Regions from separate parts of the Salmo salar genome. Here region 2 is linked to region 1. The links are chromatin contacts, called in public Hi-C maps. All regions are on one chromosome and are shown on one strand. Each heading gives the region's core, a stretch centred on a gene start, on an enhancer-like site or on the middle of the called end of the contact. The rest is flanking DNA. Distances are from core to core; before and after follow the strand shown.

Region 1 (2,769 bases), core at 86-2,585:
GCCATGTGGGGAATTGTTGGTGGCTCGTTTCAGCTAGTTTTATCTTGTTTTTGATACCATGTCTTGTTTTGAGGTGTTTTGACTGATCTCACGACTATGCTAATATGGCTAAAATTAGCTAGCTAGCTAAACAACAACTGTAACGATGTATTTGAGAGACAATAAGTGCTCATTGTGCAAATGTATTTATGCTTTTGAATAACCATTGGAGACTAAATATAGTTTACATGTTGTCAACAATCGAAGCCAACCCTGTTCTGTTTTGCCCCATAGTTGCGCACACCAGTGGAGGCTGCTGAGGGGCGGACAGCTCATAATAATGTCTGGAACGGAGCGAATGGAATGGCATCAAACACATGGAAAACATGTGTTGGATGTATTTGATCCTATTGCACAAATTCCACTCCAGCCATTACCACGAGGCCATCCACCCCAATTAAAGTGCCACCAATCTCCTGTGGCACACACGTCGGTTTTGTTGCTAAACAACCAACCTGTCTATACTTGATTGATGAATTAAGGTCACTGATTAGTAAGGAACCCCCCTCACAAGGTTGTCTAGGTCTTAATTGAAAGGACAAAACAAAAACCAGCAGACACTAGCGCCTAGTCCATGGAAGGAGTTTGACACCCTTGGGTTAGTTAGAAGGTATATTTCTCTGCTTTGAGATGAGCTGGCTACTGTTCCCGGGAGATTTCCAGTAATTGTGCTAAGCTAACAATATGCAAACTTCAACAATCTCCAAACTACACGCAGAGACATAAAAATGGTATCCATGAGTTAGTCTGACTGGGCAGAGGCGGAGTTAGAGGTTTCGCTCACAGACAAGAGTGACAGTGACAATAAAGGAGAACAAGGAGAAGCAGAGACAGAGTGACAGCAGAGATAGACAGCACAACAGGGAGGAAACAGACAGTTTTTACATGTTGTATTTGTCTTAAACATGAGCTGGTTAAAACGAGCTGTTAAAAATCATGTTTCGCCTGTCATAGGTACAGTAAAAGTTGAGAAAAACGAATTGTTGTCCCAGTCTGTCCCTGGACGTAACTAAGCGGTTGTGTAATGAGTACGATTCTGTGTTTTCCCAAGCAAAAAAAGGCTTTATTTGGATTCCCAATGAAAATTCAACCATAAGCTATATTTTATTAAAAAGATATATATGTTGTTTCTGGACTATCCACCATGCAGCCTGGTTGACAATATGTCCGAGCGGCGCAGATTACTGTTCGGTTTTAGAAGGGCGCTCCTCCCTCACCGCTTTTGCCCTTTCGCGTCACAGGCCATAGACCCGTGCCCTGCAGCTCAGCATAATGGAAGTCGCCCAGTGGTAAACGGCCTGAGTGGGACATCTTCATAAATCCACCATCTTTGATGCTCTTCCACCCGGAAATAAGCAGCATTTTTAAAGATGGCTGAGCAAGGGCCAATGGCGATAGCTATGCGGCTAAGAAATCAATTCCAGTCCGTATATAAGCTCGACCCTTTACGAAATGAGGTAGGTACAAATTAGTTTCGGACTCTATAGACGCGACAAGACCAGTAAGAATTGTTTAAGTTAATTAGAGCTGAATCTAGCTACATAACTACGACGAGGAAAAGCAGCAATGCGAGCGCTTCCTCCTGTCACCAAAGTGATGGAGAGAGAGCTGCCTACGTGTGCGCAGGCGTGTGTGGAAGAGTCTACCCGTGTTTTCTGGGCAGCTACTGCAAGGTCCTTCGTGCAAATGTGTACCGTTAACTCCCCGGTTTCACACCTGTAACGGTCTACACTATTAGTTAAAAGACGCATTTGCGTTTTGGATGAATGAAAATTAGTTTATAGATAACTAGCTAATTGTGTTTGCTAGGCTAGGTAGCTTCTGGTGACGGACTTATCGAACCTTGCTTGTAAAGTGACTAATATGTGTCTTACCTGTGTCCTTTTATTTGCAATTCCATGTGTAGCGTACTGGGTTGCTAGCGATAACTTACAAATAAAGAACGTATAGATTCTACCCTGTTATTATTGACATTGTGTTAGCTTATGTTAGCATAATAGATACTCTGCTTACTCCGCTACAATGTTGCAGACACCTGACACGCCAACCTGCTTATATATATATATATGTGTGTGTGTGTGTGTGTGTGTGTGTGTGTATTGTTTACATACTACACATATTTTGCAGATGTTATCGCAGGTCCAGCGAAATGCCTATGTTTCTAGCTCCAACAGTTCAGTAAGAACTAACAATGCGAAACAAATCCCCAAAGTTAGAAATATCAACCTAGTGGAAAAGAGCAATCATCATATTGTTATTCGAATGAACTCATCATTTTGTCTACTCTAGAATGTAAACATTCTAGCTTGTTTTTGACATTAATGGTACATTGTTGCTGCTCAGAAAAAAAAATCTAGAAAATGCAGGTATACTTTCTACTCGAGATTTCAATAGCAACTTATTATTGTTGAAGGAGGAAGTCAAGTTGAAGATCAAAGACCTGAACGAGCACATAGTGTGCTATCTCTGTGCTGGGTACTTCATCGATGCCACAACTATTACAGAGTGTCTGCATACATGTAAGTGGGCCCAGCCTGTGTTTTCAATGTTTTGGCTTCTTGCCCTCTGAGAAATGGGCAAACTGTTACAGACGTGTATAAACCCTGGATTACTGATGCCTTATTGGCACTCTCCAGAAGAAGTTGTCCTGCATAGGAATTAAATAAATAAAAATAAATAAACATTAAATAAATTACATTTTGTCCTTGAAACAATTAAAGGGATACTTCT
Region 2 (2,769 bases), core at 199-2,698, 150 kb before region 1:
TTCCTTTGTCCTCTGCCTCAACCCTCAACGGGATCCGGCGTCTTTAGTAGCATGTATGAATTCAAAATACTTATGAATGACTCACAAATGTTTTGCACTGAAGATTTGCTTCGGTGGGAAGAAGTCAACACACATCAACGACAAACCAATCCATAGGTCTCACAGGAGATTGGGATCTTTATTGTTTTCTTTTCAACAGATATAATCTGTGAAAAAATGTTTTAGGCTTTTATCTTGTCCTGATCTAAATGATTAAGAATAGGATCACAATAATACTAAATCCAAATGTATTTATGTTTATCAAACAAAATGGATTTATTGTAGTATTACAAGTTTGGGCTCTCCTGAAGGTTTATGTAGCTATTTACCAAGGGAATATGTACAGTGAGCATGTTGTCACCAACCCAGAGAAATAAGTAGCATTAGTTTTCAGTGTTTTTTTTAACACACAAAGACAAGCTAGCCTACTGCATCATATGATATTTTACGTAAAATAGAATCTGACATGTGGAATGGAGGAGCCACCTTGTGGTAGGGACAGTAGTTTTTTGTGGCATCAGTCCAGAGTTACCTGATCGTGCTGACACAAGTACTCTTATGATTCAGAGGGCACCTGGAAGAAAAAGTGTTGATTGAGTGCAGCGGCCATGTATCGCCTGTATAAAGGGCTTTTGAGACAAGCCAGAGCAGACTTTGCTGCACAAACAAGACTTCAAACCACATGCATGAAAAGCCGCCATTCCTTGATACGGGTCAGTCACCTTAATGACTGCTCTGTTCGTATGGAGTCTTAGCAAAATACTTGAACCAGCATAAGGTTGCAACGCCAATTATCACCATCACCGTCACTTTTAAAAGAGAAGGACAGCTGACAAACCAACAATAACATGTAATTGATGTAGAAGAAACAAAAATGTCAAATCCTTAATAGGAATGAAGAATACATTAATGTGAACCCTTAAAAGTGGTCCTGTTCTTTTGACCCACGGCAACACTTTACATTAACTTGGTCTTGTACCTAGTAGTGACATTGTTATTTTTACACAACAACACTGAATTAACATGTTGTAGATAGTATTTTTGTTTTGCATAGCAATGGCGTTGAGTGATTTCTGTAATTAGAGAAATATGCACAGATCCTTATTGCAAACACTACTTCATTACTGTGCAATAACAAAAGTAGTAATGCTATTGTAGTAGATAGTGTTACAACACAAGTATAAACGCAATTGTATGTCATGTAAAGTGTTACATACCATTACAAAACAGCAGTATCATACATACAGTAGATGTTCCAGTCTCTGCAAGTGTCACACGCAGACTTATTTCTAGGTTATTGGCAATGACTCCATCTAGCGGACGTAAACCAAAGTGTAGGTTTCTCCCTTTTATCCCACCCCAGCCTTTGATTCGATTGGACGTATGATTTCCACAACTTCCTTTTCAGCTATCCCATTGGCTTACTGAATGTCACTTGCTTTTACGGAACAGAACAATAACATTCAGGGGGAAATGGCTGATGATAGCGTTCCAGATATAACCAGATTTCAAATGTATTTATTTGGTGAGCACGTCTGCACTGCCAAGTTGAATTTTAGTGAACTTCTAGTAATAACAGACATGTGTCTTTTGTTATATAGCTAGCTAGCTATAGCTGTCCCAAACACACCAAATGTATCTAGCTAGTTAACGTTATTAAGCTAGGTAATGCGCTTCTCGCGCTAATTCAACAAACCGCTCTTTGTTTGCGTTTTAGCAAGCTAACAGGCTAACTAGATGAATTTGTTATCAATGATAATGTTACATTTCCGTTTTCAATTGTAGTACGCCAACAGCTATTTGTTTCGAGTTTGCTAACCTATGTGTTGTCAACTTAAGGTTGTACACTCAAATCGGACAAAAAGGAGTTCAAAGTTGAGGAGGACGATGATGCGGATCATCAGCTGTCACTCAAAGCAGTAAGATCATCACTATGCCAATTCTGAGCTTGTGTTAGACGAGAGCAGCATTTTCCAAACTCGGTGCACGTTTTTTGCCCTAACACTACACAGCTGATTCAAATGATCAAAGCTTAATGCTTAGTTGATTATTTGAATCAGCTGTGTAGTGCTAGGGCAAAAAAACAAACTAAACGTGCACCCCGTGGGGTCCCGAAGACCGAGTTTGAGAAACCCTGGACTAGAGAATATCATAACATTGTACTTGGCCAAAGGTGAATTATTTCGTTTTAAAACAATAAAAAAATGTCCTGACAAACGATGCATGCATTAAAAAGGTCCATCGGAATTAGGTCTTGAGAACTGACACATTTCAATTGTACTACACTGAGAGATTTTCTGTAATTGGAATGTTTTTATATATTCTTCATCAATTCCTTTTATTTGTACACTTTCTGCAGTATATTTATCTTTGCACCTGTTATAGAAAAATGTAAGATATACAATGACAACTTTTATTTTATGTCATTGCATATCCAGTCAATATTTCACCTGTTTCCTGTTTTGTGTACCGCCACGCCACAACACCAAGTTCACCTTTGTCAATATTAGAAATGTCAGAAAACGTGAATAATAATACACTGAATACAATATCTAGTCATAGTTCTTTGATGTGTATTTAAAGGAATAACATTTTAATCAAAAATGTGTTTTCTTATACTTAGCGTACATTTTCCACCCATTGCAAATGACTCAGTCCCTATCCTCTAAATGGATATCATCATCGTAATGTTCTTTCAGTCACTCTCCCTTTTTGCAACCAAGCAAGAGA

Evidence for each region. Hi-C and Micro-C count contacts between places; a contact is called where the count stands out from the background.
Region 2: a Hi-C map of muscle shows a contact between it and region 1, with 4 times the contacts expected there. The contact joins the promoter of LOC106611620 here to the promoter of LOC106611618 in region 1. A contact is called at or near these places in 2 of 3 Hi-C or Micro-C datasets (gill and muscle).

Annotation. Positions count from the first base shown.
Region 1 is chrssa09:64,593,769-64,596,537 of Ssal_v3.1, reverse strand. LOC106611618 (polycomb group RING finger protein 1) reads left to right here and starts at 1,335. Exons shown (of 9, transcript XM_014212012.2): 1 at 1,335-1,496; 2 at 2,453-2,558. The coding sequence starts at 1,410.
Region 2 is chrssa09:64,747,071-64,749,839 of Ssal_v3.1, reverse strand. It overlaps LOC106611620 (nucleophosmin), which reads left to right and starts at 1,448. Exons shown (of 11, transcript XM_014212017.1): 1 at 1,448-1,564; 2 at 1,879-1,958. The coding sequence starts at 1,468.